Linked DNA regions of Mus musculus: regions 1, 2 and 3 are each linked to region 4. Evidence: chromatin contacts called from public HiChIP or PLAC-seq and Micro-C data. All regions are on one chromosome and are shown on one strand. Each heading gives the region's core, a stretch centred on a gene start, on an enhancer-like site or on the middle of the called end of the contact. The rest is flanking DNA. Distances are from core to core; before and after follow the strand shown. Region 1 overlaps Sipa1l2 (signal-induced proliferation-associated 1 like 2). Region 2 overlaps Pcnx2 (pecanex homolog 2). Region 3 overlaps Pcnx2 (pecanex homolog 2). Region 4 has its middle 36 kb from the start of 4930567H12Rik.

Region 1 (4,640 bases), core at 953-3,452, 200 kb after region 4:
CTGTTGCTGTAGAGACGTATTTATTTGCAGGAACAAACGGTGCCTGAATATTAACAGTGTTCTGAATTTTTTTTAAAAGAGATGCATATGCCTTGTGAACGGCTGGACCTGTCAGTAGTCACTCCTGCGCGCGTAGTTTGCTTTCTTGTAGTTGCTCTGCTGCAGTCAGTCAGTCTACCCTCCCCGATAGAGCCCCCGATGCTGAGTGCCAGCAGGATCCTGTGTCCGACACCAGATCTGTTTATCTTTGTACAGAACCTCTGATAAAGTGTCTTGTATTTAACACTCTTATTTAAGCTTATTTAACCCTAACTTGTTAATTTTATATGATTTTTGTTTCACCTGCGCTAGCTGTAAGGCGGGAGGCAGGCAGGCAGTGACTGAGCTCACCTGGACCTGACTGAAGCAGGTGGGCGAGCTGAGGACCGGATGCTGCTGGCTAACACGTTGTTTGTATTGCTTCTCCATTTTTAACTGTTATATTTGAGATGAACATACATTTTGCTTTTTTAATAAATGTTCAAAAGAAGTCAACATCAGAAGCAGTGTTGCCTGTCTGTGTGGACTGTGACATGTCGGTCATCCCTGTGGGCTCATTTCGGACCCTGGTCCATATTCAGGACTGTCTAGCCACCTCTTAGTCTCCTGCTGGTTCAGAGGGCTAGGGATTCACTACTACATGTCACATACACGACTCTCTCAGCTTCAGGTCCCCTTGACCCTGAGAGTGTCCATCCTCAGAAGGTGTCACATACACGACTCTCTCAGCTCCAGGTCCCCTTGACCCCGAGAGTGTCTGTCCTCAGAAGGCTCTGGTGTTTCCCATTGTATGAGCAGATAAACTTCGACTTGGGGTGAAATCTTGCTCAAGCTTCCTCATTAGTCAGTTGGTTTTAAGCCTGGGCTCACTGTGTGTGTGTGTGTGTGTGTGTGTGTGTGTGTGTGTGTGTGTGTATACAACCCAGGTTTGCCTGAGCTCAGTCTTCCTGCCTCAGCACCGGAGACCTGGACTTGCAGATTCGTGCCACCACATCCAACTTATAAGTTGGTGTTTCCTCCAGGAATTCAGAGTTGTTTGTAAGGCAGTTGTACGACAGACAAAACAGTAGCAGAAACTTAGCCGGAACCACATGTTTGAAAGCTTAGCCATGACAGCCATGTGTCTGTCCAGGACCTGGGGCACAACTGATCCAAGTCTTTGATCTAGAGCAGGTATGATCTTTAGAGTGCAGCCAAGCAGGTCGGGTGAGCGTGCCTTAGAGAAAATAAAGGCTCCAGATGAAAACAGCTGGAGAGCCATCCCAACTTTACGCATCACCGTGGTCCAAGACAGCAGTGTCTTCTTGAGGTTGTTAAGTCTTCCCTCATGTGTCTAAGACCAGAGTAGAGTCATCTGTCAAGTCCTGAGCCATGCCTCACACACAGGCAAGGTGACTGTGGTCCATTACTTTTCAAAAGTGATGTTTCCCCGTATCCAGGTTAGCCAACCATGGCTTCCTGCCCCTGGGGTACAGGTAGCTCTGCACAGCTTCGCAGTGGGCTAAACAGGCTTGGTGACCGACACCTCTTAACCACGCATGTTAACTTGCTGTGAGGACGCACTCCTACAAACTGATACTGGAATCAGGCCAATAAAGGAAATATCTTTGATTTCAGAATAATTAAGCAGGTGCTTGTTTCTCACCTTGTGGGGTGAACAGTTGTGTGTCAAAACCTTCCCAGTCTGTGGCAGTTGAAAGTAATTAGCATAGTGGGTTTTTTTTCCCCTGTACTACGGAGAAGGCTTATTAAAAACACAAGTTGCCATCAAAGGGCAACGGCAGAAGCCTGTTTTGCTGAGCTGCTCGGTTATCAATGAGGTAGAAGCAGCCCAGGACCCCACCCGTCCATCCAAATGCAGTTTGATTACAGGTCATTCACCAGGGAGGGCATCAGGCCATGGACGCCACAACTTCTAACCTGCAAAGCCTACAACTAGAGAGATGGCCGCCTGTGAGCATGAAGGCATGCAGGCTAGGGAGATGGCTCAGCAGGTAACGGCACTAGCCGTTCACACCTGATGGCCTGAGCTCTGTCTGTGGAACCCATACAGACTGCTGGACGCAGTGGCAGGCATCTGTGATCCCAACACTCCTGTGCAGAGGCGCTAGGAGACAGAATCATGTGATGGTGGCAGAGTGTTTGGATAAGTCACGTGCCCTTGCGAAACAGTAGCCTGAGACTCCTGAAGCTGACTCAGAGCCAACCCTCAGTGAGGAGGGAGGCACCGGCTCATTCTCTGGTTTGGAGAAGGAAGCTGTGGAGGTTCCTCTTGGAGCTGACTGTGCTTCCAGTCAAACGGAGAGCTCCATCTCCTTGGAGATGAATCATCTAGCCAAACCTCTGTGTCCCTCTTGACCCCAGTGGCAACTGTGCCACCTCACTGTAAATGAATGCACTTGTGAGAAGTTTCTGAAGGATCCTACACCAGCTCTGCTTCATTCAGTTTGTGCCTCGGGAGACCATTAAGTAGCTCTGGATCCTTGGAAACCGAGTCAGCCTGCGCTCTTAGCATCCCAGATGGAGGTGAGGGAGGCCCCAGGCAATGCTGCCTGCACAGACTGTGGGTTACACGTTAGAAAGAATCTAGGTCCGTCCTTTCGATGCATGTGAAGTTTTCATGTGGAAACTAAAAACCAGGACCTCGTTCTAGGGATGCACACAAGCCCGGGGCCTGCTCCGAGGAAAGAAAGCAGGAAATAACTGTCACAGCAAAGAAAACAGTAGTAGATGTGTACCCAAACCAGAGAAACACGCCTGCTTTTCACTGGCAGACTCCAAATAAGCCAGATGCTGAGCTGCCTGAAAATTAGGCACATGCAAGACTTCAGCAGGTGTCACCTCAGATGTCACATTTGTAGGTAACATGTAATGTGTGTGGCAGCCAGAGGACAACCTCATCTGATGTGCTTCGGATGCCATCCGGCTTGTGGGCTGTGAGGCCAGCCTCTCACTGCTCGGGGGGGGGGCTGGCCAGCAAACTCCAACCCTGGGAGTATCTGCACGTCATCACCCTGACTGTTGCGGCCACCTCGGCCGGCAAGGAAGACACAACACGGTCGGATTCTTCTCAACAGCCTTTATTGCAGGAATGCCTCGATGCTGCTATGGGGACCCCGGGCACCCAGGGAGGTCTGCTTATATACTCTCAGCCCCCATCCACTCACGGCAGGCCACGCCACCTCACCAGGCACACAGCTTCAGCCAATCAGGGTGGCAGGGGCATGTCTCCACCAAATATGGACTTGTTTACACCGCCAGCAGCATGGTGCACCTGCGCAGCTCTCATGATGGTCGTGGCTTATTTTCAGGTGTATGAGGAAGTCAGGTGCAAGTCATAAAACTTAGCTGCAGTCCCGGGCGCCATCTTGGGACTGCTGCCACACCCGCTCCTCACACCTGACTTTATTGTGGGTTCTGGGGGTACAGTGGAGCCCCCTACCCACACAGCAAGCATTTTCCTGGCTGAGCTCTCTCCCCTAGTCCCAAACATCACACACTTTCACTCCTGGACACGAGCCCCTCCCCCATCCAACTCATCCTTCGATGACACCAGATTTGCCAACTTCTGAAGTTGTCCAAGTCTTTGCTCAGCAGATAACAGAGTCAACCGAGAACGGCTGGACTTTTTTGGATCTGTCTGAGTCTTGCACAGCATCCAGTGCCAGAACAGCCGACGAGAAACAGTGAGCTCCTCCCACCGGGCTCATGTGAATCTCCCTTTGACCCCTGCACTGTCCTCAACTTACTGAAGAACAAAAGTAATTAAAAGTCAGACTTTGCCATCCTGGCCATCAGTATCCCTCCATCCGCCTATGAGGGAACGGTATGGGAAGCCTCCATGGAGCCTGAGAGCCAGGAGGAGGGCCATGCAGAGTGGAGGTGCCTCAGCCAATAATCTGAAGTCATTCAGGCTACAAACACACCTATAGAAGGAGACACGCTCCCGCAGAATATCCTAAAATCTCAGCTTCATAAAGGTAGCTCTGCCGTGTGAACGCACTCACTGGACGGGAATAGCAAGTCTGTGCGTTCCCACACGCATTTTACACGCACAGCTATTCTCAGAAGCTTTTAGTTTTGTTTTTAAATGTTCTGCCTGCATGAATGTCTGTGTACTGTATGGGTGCCTGATACCCTCAGAGGCCAGAAAAGGGGGTTGGATCCCCTGGAGCTAGCCTTACAGACGATTGTGAGCTGTCATGTGGGTGCTCGGAATCTAACCTGGGTATAGAAACAAAGGCAGCCATTGCTCTTAAACACCGAGTCATCTCTCTCCAGATCCTGTTTTAGTTTATTCTTATTGTATTAGTATTGAGTGTGTGTGTGTGTATGTGTGATCTGCTTGTTTGTATACATGCTACATGTATGTAGGGCTCAGAGGAAACAGTGTTTGGGGAGCTGGTGACTACAGTCCCCATATCTGTACATAGAACAAAAGGATTGAAGAGAGGCATAGAACTGTTGCTCCATATTTATGTAGCCATGTTCACAGTAGCTGGAAGATGGAGATCCCTCAGATATGGATCCCAGGAAACCAAAACACACACATTCATGATGGTCAGCGCTGTCAAGTTGACAGACCACTCTAGAAGCACCTA
Region 2 (4,700 bases), core at 231-2,730, 250 kb before region 4:
GTCAGACATCCACTACTCCTTTATAGGCTTTGTAACTAAAATTTCACTCTCCACCCCATGCATGAGTGTATGTGTGTGCACACGTGTGCGCGTGCATGTGTGTGGTGTGTGTGTGTGTGTGTGTACACATGCACACATGTGCATGTGCAGTGCATATATAGGCCAGAAGGGAACTTTAAATCTCACTTGAGACAGAGTTTCTCATTGGCCTGGAGTTCTCCTAGCAGGCCAGGCTGGTGATGAGCCCCAGGAACACACGCCTGTCTCTGTCTCCTGAGTGTTGGGATTACAAGCTCACCTCAACAAACTTCACTGTGTGGGTTCTGGGATCAGAACCCGGGTCCCCAAACTTGCAGGGCAGGCACTTCATCGGCTGAGCCTTTGCTTGGTTTTTGCTTGGTTTTGTTTGGTTTTTGAGACATGCAGCCCAGGATGGTCTTGAACTTTGATTCTCCCTGCCTCTGTTTCCAGTTTCTGGGCTGACTGCCATGCACCACTAAGCTAGAGTGAGAGCTTCTGCTCTTCGTCCCATGAAAATTTGTCTACAAATGTTCTCCTTTGACAGACCCAAACCTTGAAGTTAACACTGCTCCCACATCACCTCTCATGGGCCATCCACCTTGTATTTCCTTTTTTGAGACCTGAGCCTCACCAAGTAGGCTGGGCTTCCCGGCCAGTGTGTGCCACCGATCCACCTCCCTCTGCCTCCTGAGTGCTGACACACCACTCCTGACTTTTGTATGTGGGTTCTGGGCCTCACACTCAGGGTCTTGTGTGTGTGTGGCAAGCGCTGTATCGACTGAGCCGTCTCCTCAGACCGTAGCTGCACCTGGCTTCCGAAGATGGGAAGCAGACAGAGACATTCCAGAAATAATCACCCGTTTTTTTGTTTTTGTTTTTGTTTTTGTTTTTTTGTTTTTGTTTTTTGTTTTTTTTTTGTTTTTTGTTTTTTGTTTTTTTTTTTTTTGTTTTGTTTTTTTTGCTTTATTCCAAGGAAGTGAAGACCTTGAGTTTGGAAAGACAGGGGTGGGGACAGCTGTGGTGAGACTGATGGGTGCTCAGAACAGGGAGATGTGGGGCTCCTCAGTGAACCCCACCAGCTGCCCTTTTGACAGCTCTCTTTGAGGATATTTATCCTCAAGCAAAGAGCGGTGTCACTGTTGGTTTGAAGATAAGTGTTTGCTGCATCAGGGTTAGAGACTTGGAAATTCTTGCCGGCTTTGATCACACAGAGGGGGGTGGGGGTGGGGGGATGGTCCCGGAGCAGGCCTTCCTGTGGTTTCTCCCACACCCTCTCTGAGGTGTGGTTTCTCAGTCTTTGTTGATCTCTCCTCGTCCTGGACTGGTCCTCATCCCGGGGTCTCACTCAGACACGTGGTTAAGAGGTGCTATTTCTCTCCAGGCCCCAGAGTTCCAGGAATAAAATTCCAAGCGGAAGCTGAGGCTTTGTGGCTGCACACACCCCCGGCTGCCACATGAGGGCACTCTCCATCCACTTGATTTCCCTCTGCAGCCTCTCAGAGGCTTCCCTTTATTTGTGCTGTCTTATGAAAGGGGAGTTGATCCCACATCAAAGCCCTCTCCCTGTTAGAAACCTCCCTCCCATCCCCCATCAGGCTGATGTCCTTTAGTGTCCTCTACAGCCAGTGAGCCTGTTACACTAACTTCTGTCCTAAGGCATCCCTCCCCACCCCCTTCCCACCCATCCCACAGTTGAGTCGGGAGCCTTGGGAAGGACAGGCAGAAAAGATAAGGTCTCCAGGGGGGCAGAAAACACTTGTTTTACAATCTGGTGAGGATAAGGAATTTCCGGCGATACTTTCTCTGTCACTGGGAGAAAGCAGCACTGGCCTTGGATTGTTCTTGCAGCTTCCCCAGATGGGTAGGACAACGTTAGGAACACAGGGACTCTAACCACTTTCCGTTTACCCCAGACCCAGCCCTGTCCCACCCAGCCCAGCAGAGATGCCAATTTGGAACAGAGCCTCATACTGTGTAACCCAGATTAGCCTCAGACTTCCAGCTATCCCCCTGCCTTAGTCACCCAAATGCTGGAATTCCAGGTTGGAGCCACCAGGGCCCAGCTCAGCTTCAGCCTCTTTGTTCCCTTCCGGGGCTGGTTCGTTCTTGTCACCCCTACACCACCAACCTCCCCCCTCATGTTTCTCTGAGTGCTCCAGCCTCTGCTTTGACCCTGAGGAGAACTAGTTGACCTGAGACCAACCCAGCCTCAGGCTGATGGAGACCTGGTGGTGTCACTGAGAAGGTCATTCCAGAGAGTGGGCTCTCTCCATCCCTCAGATGTTTCAGAGGAGGTGGGAACGTCCCTTGACATCCCTAATAAACAGTCCTGGAATAAATGTTTATTAATGCAGCAGAGAGCACTGGTCTCATGATCCTTTAATGCTGTAGCCGCCACAGCCTAGAGGAAGAGGATAGGCCCTGGAGGAGCAGCTCCATTTGAGGTACAGTCTTGCTAATCACAGGCTTGTCCCTCCAGGCTGCCCAGGAGCCAGCAGAGGTGACAGTGTGTGCTTGTGATAAGGGCCCAGCCACATCTAGTGAAAATAGTTCCTTGAGAGGGAAGCTGATCTGTTGTTTGAGTCTTTGTTAGATAATGATGAATGAATGCTGGACCTTCTTCACCATTGCAGTCGGAGCCAAGGCATTATCTATGGGAAGGCTGGCAGCCATCTTGCTACCTAACAGGGAGACTCAGGCCAAGTTCCTCATCAAGACGCAACAGCGAGACCAGAACCTCTTACTTACTTGTGCCTGACGTAGAGGCTCCATCAGGACGTTCTGTTCAGTCCGTTCTAGTTCCTACACCCCTAGGAAGGAAACGCCTGTCTCTCTCTCTCTCGGGCATAGAACCAAGGTGGCCAAGCCATGTGCTTTAAGCCGAGGCAGTCAGCAGTACAGCACTGGTTTGGATCCATTCCTGTTTATGACATAGTATTTTGCAATTAGAAGCATGCTTGCTAATGTGCAGGAACCGAGCCCAGAAGTAGTCCCTCCTTAGAGTACCACATCTTGGCAGGAAGCATCAGCAGGTGTGTATCTAGAAGAGCTGTTTCTAGCACCTTCTGTAGCAGTCAGCAGTAGAAGATCCATATACCTCTAGCTCCCCCATGTGTGGTGTGGTCCCCTTTCCTGCCCGTATGTCAGCCTGACCTCTCTCACCTGAAACGTAGCCTAGTTAGTTTCTTGGCTTCCATGCAGTTCTCACACAGCAAACTTCCGAGTCTCTGTCCTATCCAATCAAGGAGCCCCCATTTTGATCTTATCTCACTACAAGGTTCCAGAGCAGCGTCACTCAGTGCTGTCCATGTAAACAGAGTCGAAGTGAAAAGCTGTCCTGATAAATCCGGCGGGCCACTCCATCAGTGGGAGGTGTGGTGAGCTGATCAGCAGGGAGAGCGCTCACAAGGGAGCAGACATTCCGGAGAACATAGTGTGCTAGTGAGCCGTTCTCACGGCTGTGACCAAGAACCTGACAGCAGAGAGTTGACAGGGGGAGGATTGATTCCACCTCGTGGTATCAGAGGGAACCACCGTCCATCATGTTAGGGTAGACAATACAGAAGCGTTCTTCACTTTCTAGTAGGCCAGGAAACAGACTGAATGGCGAGCAGGCCTGGACTATAACCTTCACATTCCACCACCCCCAGGGTCTCACTTCCTCCAGCAAAGGCTCCACCTCCCAAAGGTTTCACAGCCCCTCAAAAACAGCGCCACCAGGTGGAGAGCGAGTGTCCAAACACATGAGTCTTTGAGGGGCCTATTTGAGTTCCAGACTGTAAGAAACGGGTCAGCACACTCTGCTCTGGCAGATGAACTGAGTTTCATCCCCAAACCATGAATGCAGGTTTGGAGTTTGGGGGTTCTGTCATATCTTCTTATCCTGTCTGAGTTTCATTCCCAGATCAGAAACACGGGTTCAGAGTTTTGGGGTTCTGTCACATTCTCTTACCCGGTCTGCACCTGGCATGGTTCTTTGTAAGAAAGGCTTCATTGAATCATCTCTAGTCACAAATTCCGTCATACAAGAATAGAAGATTCGTGTGTGTGTGTTTGTGACAGAGAGACAGAGAGAGGAATGGAGAGAGGGAGAGAGGGAGAGGGAGAGAGGGAAACTAAATGAACACAGAAGTCAGGAGATGAGAAGGGAAGGGTCGTGGGAGTATAGTGAGCAGTAGAGGTTAGAGGTCAGTACACATTGCTGACACACCGCTTCCCTCTATCAACACAATCTGCACTGCAGGCTACCGAAGTCTCAACTCAGAACGAAACACGTTGTCTTGGAAAGTAAGGCATTTTGGCTGGGGAGATGGCTAGCCCATAACCACCAGCCGCACAGTCTGAATCCTGCCCCTAAATTCACATAGAAAAGCTGGGCATAGTGACAGCACTGGGGACGGTAGAGCATGGGGCTGGCCAGCCAGCTAGCCTAGATGGACTGCCAAGTTTCAGGTCAAAAGTGAGGGACCTTGTCTCAAAAAGTATGTCGGAAAGGGGCCGGCAAGATGGCTGACAGAGCTCATCATGCAGTTGGAGGCTTGAGTCCTCTCCCTGCAACTCTCAGAAATACAGAAGGCAAATGTGGGGTTCCTCCACTAATAAAATAATGAAGGTGGGTGTCACCTGAAGACGAACACCCAGGGTTGACCTCTGCTTCCACATGAATGCACACACGTGTG
Region 3 (4,790 bases), core at 457-2,956, 140 kb before region 4:
GGCTTTGATTTGATGGGACAAACGTGTCTCAAGGATACACGGGTGATTTTCCAGAAAATCTCGTGAGCACCTGCACTTTCTTGTTCTTGTTGCTGGCACATCTGGCCAGAGCGAGTGTGTCAGAGGCCCTGGCAGGCCCTTCTTGGTGAAGGAATGGCTTTGCCTTTTCAGGGCCGAGCAGTACCCTTAGCTGCTGAAGCCAGTTCAAGACCCAGGCTATGGCAGTTCCCCCTCCCCCCTTACCACCAGATGAAGAGGGCCTGCGTTGATGCAAGATATTTGAAAAGCTAAAGCCGGGCATTGGTGGCACATCCCAGCACTTGAGAGGCAGAGGCAGGCGGATTTCTGAGTTCGAGGCCAGCCTGGACTACAGAGTGAGTTCCAGGACAGCAAGGGCTACTCAGAGAAATCCTGTCTTGAAAAACAAAACAAAACAAAAAAGCTAAAGCAGGCAATGGTTTGATTATTGCTTCTTAAAACTATTCTGAGTCCAGCCCAGCTCTGAACTAAAATACCCCAGAGCCTGGGCTCCCAGCCCTCAAATCTAATCAGTCCTAGGCTGAGGCTCTCCCAGCCCTGACCTAGCTTGTGGTGTCTTCCTTGCTCTGCGTCCCATGTGATCTGTACTACAGAGACTGTTGGCACAGTGCCAGTCTTAGGATACCACATGAGGGTCCTTTACACACTCCATGGCTCTAGACCCTCAGGAGTGTTCTGTCTTCCCTTCCCAGATGGAGATACAAGGCACAGAGAAGGCAAGTTACTACCCTTAGGTACCCAACTAGTAAGCAGCCAAGCTGGGATTCTGAGGAGGAAGGACAGTCCCTGAGCCCCTATTCCTACCCACTGTGGTCTCCCTTTGGCTGCTATCCTGTCCTAGCCCTGACAGTGTTGAGCCCCAGGACACCCACACACTCCCAGCCTCCCATCTGTACCCCTGGCTACACCTCTGACTGCCATAGCCTTGCCCTGCCCCCTGGCTGGCAAGGGGCCCACTTAACAGTGGCCATCCTTCTGGTGGGTAAAACTGACAATCCATTCCCCCTGAAGCAACTCCCTCCCTACTGTGGGCAGGAATGGAGACAGGAACATGGTAGATAGCCAAGATCCCCACCCCCACCCCCAGGCCTAGCAAGATGAGGTAATTGGGCACTGCAGCCGAGCCTGTGTCCAGCAGACTGGGAGAACAAGGAAGGCAGAGAGGAGACACGCTCCTTCCCCTTTCAAAGAAAGAGCTAATGGCTGTGTTTCTCTTCCTTCGCCTCTAGAAGCACACAAGTTCATGCTCTTCACAGAGAAGCCCAATCGACTAACTCAGGAGAGAGAGTCCCTCAGGGGGGTGGGGAGCACGCAGGCTCAGTCTGCATCTGATCATCAGAGCGGCAGACTGTGCTCGGAGGGAAGCGGCTGGGCAGTAAACTTCAAGGTCTGCCCAGCTCCCCATGAGCCACATCTTCCAGGGAGCTGCCACCACCCAAAAGTTCCAGCCTCCCAAAACAGCACCACCAACTGGATGCCACTCCCGAGCCTGGGGGAGCCAGCTCTCCTTCAGACCCTAAGTGCTAGCTGTCATGTGATAGAAAGGCACGCAGCCACAAAAGGGTGAGAAACATGCCTCTGGGAAGAGCAAGGTAGGAAGGAGTCAGGCGCTCAGCTGTAGTGAGTGTACAGTTCTAGCAGGACCGTTCACCACTCCTCTGACTGACAGGAAACTGTCTTACAAGAGACTCGCCATGATGGGCTCACCTCCCATGACTGCCCTGCCTTGTCTTTGCTCCTTGCCTTGGTTCCTGTCTTTCCTTCCAGTTCTGATCCTTTGTCAGAAGCCGAGAGCGCTGGTGCCTGGCCAGAATCCAATAAGCAGGCCAGCCTAGGCCACCACACCGAAGTGCTGGGCACTTCACACTCGTGCCCACTGCCAGGAGTTCCATGTGACAACCTCACACAGTTTCTCACAAGTCAGAGTCACCTCATCACGCTAAACAGTAAACATCACAGGAGAGATAGCCTCGCATTGAGCCTGATGACCTACTTACAAGTGGATACAAACCCATCACTAGCCTGAGTCCACACCAGAGAGAAGGGCTGCTATTTTATATCACTAAGGATTCTCGCCACAACCTCCCAGCAAATGATCAAAGACAAAGCAAACGTAATGAACCAAGGAGCGTAATTCACATTGCATTTCCATTCAGGTCTGAAGGTTTTTCCCTAGAAATGCTCATGATGTGATAATGCGGCCGTTGGAAAAAAAATAAGTTAATTGTAAAATAATGAGTCTGGGAAGCGCGGTGATTTTAACGTGGCTTTCTTGATGCTCAGTGTTGTTTGTAAAATTAAAATTGAGAAAAAAAAAAAGAAGAGCAATGAAAAGCTGAAAGAGCATGTGAGGCAGAACTAGGAAGACGGCTCAGTGTGTACAAGGCATGCTGCCTGAGCCTGGGTCCAAGTTCAGATCCTCAACAGCAGCCCTTAATCCCAGCACTGTGAGGCAGGTAGAGAGGAGGACCCCTGGGGCTTGGTGGCCAATCACCATGGAACAAAGAGCAATAGAGGATGACGCCTAGCATCAGCTCTGGCCTCACCACACACATGTGAATGTGCACACAAGTATAACACACACACACACACACACACACACACACACACACACACACAAACACACAGAGTAGCTGACGCTTCAGGACTAGGGAGGCCCTTTGTCTTGCATGGACTATGTATAGCTCCCTTTTGATGCTCTGTAGGCATCTTTTCCTTGCTCTTTGGATCAGCAGAAGGCCCTGCCTAGTGTGGGTGAAGAACACTGACCTGGGGAGGGCTTTAGACAGAGATCAGCTTTAGAAATCACAGAAGCTTGGCCTTTCTGGACTCCTTGCTCACAATATCCACCCTTTTAGAAGAAGCCATATCGGACTGGCTTCTCAACGGGGACCTTCAGGGCCAAGGCAGTTCCCTTGTGCTCAAGACAGAGAGGCCCCGGGCAGCTCAGCCCAGAGAAGCCAGCACCAGTTCTGGGGACCCCATACATCACCTCAAGTTGAGACTTCCATCTTCACAGCCCAGAGGAAACCCAGGCAGGTCGCCAATAAATGCCCTTTGGAAAGGAAGACACCGTCACTGTGACCAAAGGTTAAATGGTCACCTCCAACCACTGCTGGGTCTCTCCGGGTGGACCTGGCTTTCCTGGACACAGGTTGTGCAGGTGTCTGCAACACCACACAGATATGGGTATCCCTGGCCATCTGAGACAAAAATGCTCCGTTTCTAAGATTTAAAAAGGTTTTATTTCTTGACCGGCCACATTTATGGAGTGCAGAATGACACTCTGATGTGTATCCACCTTGGGAAATGATCAAACCAGGGTAATTAGCACATATAGCCCCTCCCACAGCCGTCATCTCAACGTGAGGCACCTTTAGACTCTTCTATCCAGCTGCTGTGAGATGTTACCCCACTGTATTACAGAACCCCAGAGCTCTTACCCCTCTCTTGGCTTGGTATCAGTTTCCTGGACAGACAGTAGTCATACACAACATCAGAAAGATTCCACTGGAGTCTGACAAGATGGCTTGGTAGTTAAGTGGACTTACTGCTTTTACAAAGGACCAGAGTTCTAGTCCCTTGTCAGACAGCTCACAACAGTCCCAGGGCACGGACACTTCTAGTCTCCAGGGGCACTGCACACGAGTACACATACACGCAGATGCACATACACACATAATTAGGAAAAGGCATTTCATTGAACACAGTCATTAGACAATACATTTTAAAGGATAGAATAATGCCTGGTGATATACCTACCTGGCTTCTGCAGTCCCCTGAAATTAAATTCTACGTCTAAAAGCACTCAGATGATTCGCATAGGAAATGTTTCCAGGAAGTTCATGTCTTGAAGCTGTGGCCTGGGATGCAAAGCCAGGGTGCAGCAGTCACAGGAGGTGAGCTCAGTCATGGGAAGTGGCACACAGGAGGTGAGCCCATCAAGTCCAGAGAGGTTCTTGGGGGGGGATTGGTTCAAGAGGGTGTTACCTTCGTTGACAGATTAATCTGTGGATTAATAATGGAAAGGGGCCGACCCTGCCCCAATATTTATTAAGTACTTCCTTCAGGGCTTGACCAGGTGCTCTGCTCTCTCTGACAGGCAGAAGGAAGGGCAGAAGCCAGTCCGTCCAGGCACATTCAGCGATAAGCCAGAGGCCACCTACTCTGAGCTCCTCGGGTCCCATCCTAGAGAGCCACCAGGCCTTCCTTCAGACTTCCACATCTGTGCATGAGCTAGCGCAGAGACCCTCAGGCAGCCGGCTCTCCTTGCACACCTCAGCTGCATCTCTGCACTCCCAGCCGCCTCCCGTCACCACCACGGGCCACCTGAGTGTCCGAGAGCGGGCCGAGGCACTCATTCGGTCTAGCCTGGGCTCGTCAACCAGTTCTACTCTCAGCTTCCTCTTTGGGAAAAGGAGCTTCTCCAGCGCACTCGTCATATCTGGACTCTCTGCTGCAGAGGGGGGCAACACCAGCGACACCCAGTCATCCAGCAGCGTCAACATTGTGATGGGTCCCTCCGCGAGGGCCGCGGGCCATGCTGCTCGGGTAAGGACCACCTGGGATGGGAGACAGGCAGGTGGGCATCCCAGGGCCCGGGGCTCCCACACACCAGCCAAATGCTCTTGCCTCCTTCCAGGGCAGGTTGCTCTATAGCAAATGAAAGGGCATCCCAGCCTTTGGTCACAAGCCCCACAGATGTTATCATGGTGGCTTAGTGTACCCCAACACAGTCGTTACCAGAAGCT
Region 4 (4,763 bases), core at 1,743-4,242:
TACAGCCTCTGGCATAGAATACTTGATCTTCTCTCCAGCAGGAGTGAACCTTTCCATCTGAAAACTGCCTTTAGTGCTGTTTACCACCAGACTCTTGTCACCACATCTTGATTTCCTGATCTATAAAAGGGGGAGGGAGAATACATACTCAGGGCTGGAGATACAGCTCAGCAATAGAGTGCTTGCCTAGCATCTACAGACCCTGGGCTCCATGGCCAACACACACATATACACAGACACACACATAGATATACACACACACATACACAGACACACACAGAGACACATACACAGACACACACAGAGACACATACACAGACACACACAGAGACACACAAACACACAGAGACACACACAGATACACACACACATAAGCATATATAAACACATACACATATGCACAGAGACACACATACATACACAGGCACACAAATACACACATATACACACATAGACACACATAAACACATATACATATACACAGAGACACACATACACACACACAGAGACACACATCACACACACACACACACACACACACACACACACACACACACACACACACGGCAAAAGAGTGCAGCAGCTGGCCATATCTCAAGAAGTCAAGAAGCAGAGAGCTGAGGGCTGGCTCTCTGGTGTTCAACTCCTGTTTCTTTTTAACCATTCCAAACCTGCAGCCCCTGAGGCAGTGCTATCTACACTGAGGGTAGCTTCTCTCCTCAGTTAATCCTCTCTAGAAACAAAGGCGTGCTCAGATGTGTGTGTCTCCTAGGTGATTCTAAATCTCTTCCAGTTTACAATCAAGATGAGCTATCCTAGGGGCCGGCAAGATGGCTTGGGGGTTCCGAGCACTTGTTGCCCTTCAGCATGGTATCTCTCAGCACCCATGTTTGGCAACTCACAATAGCCTATACTCCACCTCCAAGGGGATCTAATGCCTCTGACCTCTGAAGGCATGTGCATGTACACACACACACGCACACACACACACACACACACACACACACACACACACACTCTAAAGACCCACCAATCCCTATGGTATACTATAGAAGGGCCTTCACTTTCACAGTCAAAGATGAAAAGATGATGCACACACACGTGCAATGTGTCCATATTTCTGTGAAGTTTTACTTTCTATTCATCCCTGCAGCAAAGCTCTGATGTGGGTCTGATCAACTGCACTCTTTTGCTGTGTGTGTGTGTGTGTGTGTGTGTGTGTGTGTGTGTGTGTGTCTGTATTTGTGTGTGTGGCTGTGTGTTTGTGTGTGCATGTGTGGCTGTTTGTATATGTGTCTGTGTTTATGTGTGTGTCTGTGTATGTGTGTGTGTGTTTATGTGTGTCTGGTCAGAATTTGCAACCAACTCTTCTCTTTTTTTTGCTTCCCTTCCACTTGAGTGACCAGTAACCCAACCACTAACACTATTCTCTAGGATTATATTCATTTTGAAAGCTACCTCAAATCTATTGGAGATCAAGAATTAAGTGTGCTAGTAACAGATAATGAATACAATGAAAGTGAATCGGAAGGCAGCCTGCGGTACTATCCTGCCTGTCGGGCATGCTTCCAAACTGGAGGAGAACTTGGTAGCACTTCTAAAGACTACTGAAGTCCAGAGGACCCTTTAAGGCTCTGGACGACTGATGGGGATGCTGGGAGAGCAGGAAGTACGGCCACATGCAGGAGGCCGGAAGCCTAAGAATGAGGAGCTGTCAGGCCCGGGAAGGAGACGGATGATGGTGAAGGCTGACAGGAGGACGAGACAGCAGAAGGTCAAGAAGTGGTTTCTCAGAAGGGCCAGTGTTGTGGGAAGTGCTGAGCATTCAAAGCATCCTTGCTTCATTATTTCTAGAGCAGGAGAGAAAATGGTGGGGTCAGAGTGAGCGGCAGAATGTGTAGGTTCACAGAGGTCACTCACGAGGTAGCAGTCATCACCCACAAGGTCTATGGCATTATCTCCTGTGGGAAGAGAAAATGGGGCTTCTGCCTGGAAAGCCAGAGTCATAGTACTGTAGTTCAAAGCACCTCCAACAAGCCTGTCTGGTCTGGACTGAACCTGTGGCCAGATGGACAATCACAGACACGCTAACCCTGGAGGGCATATGTCAGTTGTCTGACACAAGACAGATCCTCCCATAAAGGAGAAGCAGGAAGTCAGTGCTGGTCTCCTAGGCAGTCTCTGTCACAGATCACTGGCTGCCTGCTGGATTGTGATGTGCGCTCCATTGGCTCAGTGCTGTGTGTGCTCTGACGCTGCAAGCACGAGGGGCACAGGGCTTTCAGTGTCCCCTTCTCCTGCTACCTGCCTCTTCTGGGCACAGACCTGGATCCTGGCTTTAGCCTTCTGACCCTACTTCTTCTATTTCTGTCTCCTGTTTTAGATAGACTGTGTGGTAGTCCACGTGACAAGTGACAGTTGCCAGGGCTGAAGGGACCATCTCTAGGGACATGTTTTTATTCAAAGTCCCTTACCTGTGACAGATACAGTCCTGGTAACTTAGCTGTGGCCAGGTTAGACTTGTGTATACCCTGAGGAGCTGTTTATTTCTGTTTTGTTTGTGTTTTGTTTTGTGAGAAACATCCTTTGGATTGCCAGGTACTCATAACCCAGAGACCATGACCTGTGCTCCTTCCTGACTTGCCATTCCTACTGGCCCTCAGCAGCCAGCACCCCAACCTCCAAGGCTAGGCCTTCAGCCTCACAGAGGCCACAGCGAGCAAGCAGCAGCAATGCCGGGGAAAGGTGAGACTTTGCCAGTTCTATGGCTGAAATCTAAGTGGGAACCTTATGAAGGGGAAGACAGGAAGCCCCTGCCACTCCGGTGAGTCTCTGGGTGGCTCTGTGAGTCCAGGAAGTGAAGAGGGCTCCCTGTACACAGCTGCTTATGCAATGCATTGGATTATGAGCTCAGCAGGGGCCAGAAGGGGCGCATTTGCAAAAGGAGACATCAGCTCCTCCTGCAGACCCAGGAGGAGGTAATGCTGAATCATGCGCTGTGACTCAGGAGCAGCCATTAGCTGGCCCGGGAGTGGACAGAAAATGAGTACAATTGTGTACTCCTTCCAGAGAGCTTACAAATGAGGGCTGGCAGCCCGGCTGACAGATCTAGGTCTGTTACTGAACACCGGAGACGACCTGCCTAATCACGATTTGGGAGGTTTCAACAGAGCAAGAGAAATGTTTCCACCCAACAAACCCTCGGACGCCACAGCAGGACAGAGCAAAACTCCATTAAGGGGAGGCAGCTCAATCAGTAAAATGCTTGTCCGCAACCATGGGAACCCGAGTTTGGATCCCCAGCATTGCAGAAAAGGTCAGGTACAGTGTTGTTGGGAACCTGTGATCCTGCCTACCAGGGAGACAGTAAAGAGAGTCTCCTTAGGCTGGCAAACCAAGCAGCCTAGCTGAATCAGGGCACTCCAGGTTCACTGAGAGATGCTGCCTCAAAAATAAGTAAACAAACAAACAAACACGGTGGAGTATGAATAGGGGAGACGGGCCCTGGACCTCTTGCTTCGCCACGCGCATGCGCAAGTCCTGCCTCTGACTCAGCCTCTCTTTCTGCTCCCACACTAACGCAAGGACAAGGACGACAAAGTCATTTATTGGCTCTGGTTTCATTTGTTCTGTAAACAGAGCAGTTTCCTAAGGCGACTGGTTTAATAGATGTTAACTCTTTCGTTGACCATCCCAGATCTCAGAGGCACAGGGGATCTTGGCTGAGCACGGAGAGAACGCTGTGTGTGTGTGTGTGTGTGTGTGTGTGTGTGTGTTGGGAGGCGGGGTGGGAAGGAGTTAGGAAAGGGAGAGACCACCACCAATAAACCAGCCGAATAAGTCAGAGGACCACCTGCGCTTTCAAAAGTGTGGGATGCCACTGTGACCTACACACATCCTTCCTCTTTCTGTGGTGGATTGATGTGAGAGGGACCACCTCACTGTGGGCAGTGCCATGCCTGGGCTGGGTTCTGGATGCGCTAAGAAAGCAGGCTGAGCATGCCTCAGGGAGCAAGCTAGTAAGCAGCACCCTTCCATGACTTCTGCCTCAGCTCCTGTCCCCAGGCTCCTGCTTTGAGTTCCTGCCCTGACTTCCCTCAACTACAAGCTATCAGATCAAATAAGCCCTTTCCTCCCTAAGTTGCTTTTGATTGTGGGGTTTACAATAGCCATAGAACCCCTAAGACAGGAAGTACTGAGAAACTATGTAAAGAGAGGAACCAGGACCTCTAAATGTCGATGCACGTTATCCATGACTTCTGAACGGGATTTGCAGGAAAGCAATGGGTGAGAATCTGTGACAGGTTCAGATGTAAAATAAACCTCACAGACTTGTACATCTGAATACTTGCTCCCCAGTTAATGGTCTTGCTTGGAAAGGCTGAGCAGTCTTTAGGACACAGGCCTAGCTGAGGGGGGAAGTAGTGAGGGAATGGCTAGATGCATACAGCTCGCCCAGGTTCAAGGGTTTATGTCTGAGGTCTCTGCTTTCTGATGTCATAGGACCAACTACAAGATCCATAGCCATAAGGGATTTGTAAAAACCATTCTTACCCTTGGCGACACTGGAAGCTCAGGAAGTCCTTCCTTCCTGGGCCCTGAGGGATAGATGGCTGACTTGGTAAAGTGTTTACTGAGCTTGAAGAGCCGAATTCAGCCTCAAGAACCCGAGCAAAAAGGTAGCACTGTGGCATGTCCTTGCCACCCCAGAGCTGGGGAGTCAGATAGGTGGATCCTGGGGCTCACTGGCCAGCTAGTCTAGT

What was found. A called contact is a pair of places that touch in the nucleus more often than the background predicts. HiChIP or PLAC-seq counts read pairs in DNA pulled down with a chosen protein or histone mark.
Region 1: a FOXA1 HiChIP or PLAC-seq map of pancreatic cancer cells shows a contact between it and region 4. The contact joins two enhancer-like sites. A contact is called at or near these places in 3 of 115 datasets of contacts at active chromatin or transcription factors (bone marrow-derived macrophages, embryonic stem cells and pancreatic cancer cells) and 1 of 9 other capture datasets (embryonic stem cells).
Region 2: a contact with region 4 is called in an H3K27ac HiChIP or PLAC-seq map of trophoblast stem cells, with 2.8 times the contacts expected there. The contact joins two enhancer-like sites. A contact is called at or near these places in 1 of 15 datasets of contacts at CTCF or cohesin (pro-B cells), 3 of 484 Hi-C or Micro-C datasets (the HL-1 cell line, embryonic stem cells and nephron progenitors), 4 of 115 datasets of contacts at active chromatin or transcription factors (the NIH/3T3 cell line, embryonic fibroblasts, oligodendrocyte precursor cells and 1 more) and 1 of 9 other capture datasets (embryonic stem cells).
Region 3: a Micro-C map of palatal mesenchyme shows a contact between it and region 4, with 2.2 times the contacts expected there. The contact joins two enhancer-like sites. A contact is called at or near these places in 1 of 484 Hi-C or Micro-C datasets (palatal mesenchyme) and 2 of 115 datasets of contacts at active chromatin or transcription factors (double positive thymocytes and embryonic stem cells).

What each region holds. Positions count from the first base shown.
Region 1 is chr8:125,413,968-125,418,607 of GRCm38.p6, reverse strand. Sipa1l2 (signal-induced proliferation-associated 1 like 2) reads left to right here. Exons shown (of 22, transcript NM_001357372.1): 22 at 1-540. Among named protein-coding and RNA genes, the nearest start is that of Gm30713, 30 kb to the right of the region's middle. Within about 2 kb of position 2,202, at least 52 of the 459 cell types and tissues checked have an H3K27ac peak or open chromatin away from gene starts, as enhancers often do. A contact at or near this core is called in bone marrow-derived macrophages and pancreatic cancer cells, where this site is marked.
Region 2 is chr8:125,867,786-125,872,485 of GRCm38.p6, reverse strand. The region is part of intron 8 of Pcnx2 (pecanex homolog 2); the gene reads left to right. Among named protein-coding and RNA genes, the nearest start is that of Gm46061, 18 kb to the right of the region's middle. Within about 2 kb of position 1,480, at least 67 of the 459 cell types and tissues checked have an H3K27ac peak or open chromatin away from gene starts, as enhancers often do. A contact at or near this core is called in trophoblast stem cells, where this site is marked.
Region 3 is chr8:125,753,172-125,757,961 of GRCm38.p6, reverse strand. Pcnx2 (pecanex homolog 2) reads left to right here. Exons shown (of 34, transcript NM_175561.4): 33 at 4,142-4,590. Gm39285 (a long non-coding RNA gene) reads right to left here. Exons shown (of 2, transcript XR_003947615.1): 2 at 3,266-4,790. Among named protein-coding and RNA genes, the nearest start is that of Gm39285, 3.4 kb to the right of the region's middle. Within about 2 kb of position 1,706, at least 49 of the 459 cell types and tissues checked have an H3K27ac peak or open chromatin away from gene starts, as enhancers often do. A contact at or near this core is called in palatal mesenchyme, where this site is marked.
Region 4 is chr8:125,617,925-125,622,687 of GRCm38.p6, reverse strand. No RefSeq gene overlaps it. Among named protein-coding and RNA genes, the nearest start is that of 4930567H12Rik, 36 kb to the right of the region's middle. Within about 2 kb of position 2,992, at least 149 of the 459 cell types and tissues checked have an H3K27ac peak or open chromatin away from gene starts, as enhancers often do. A contact at or near this core is called in bone marrow-derived macrophages, palatal mesenchyme, pancreatic cancer cells and 1 more, where this site is marked.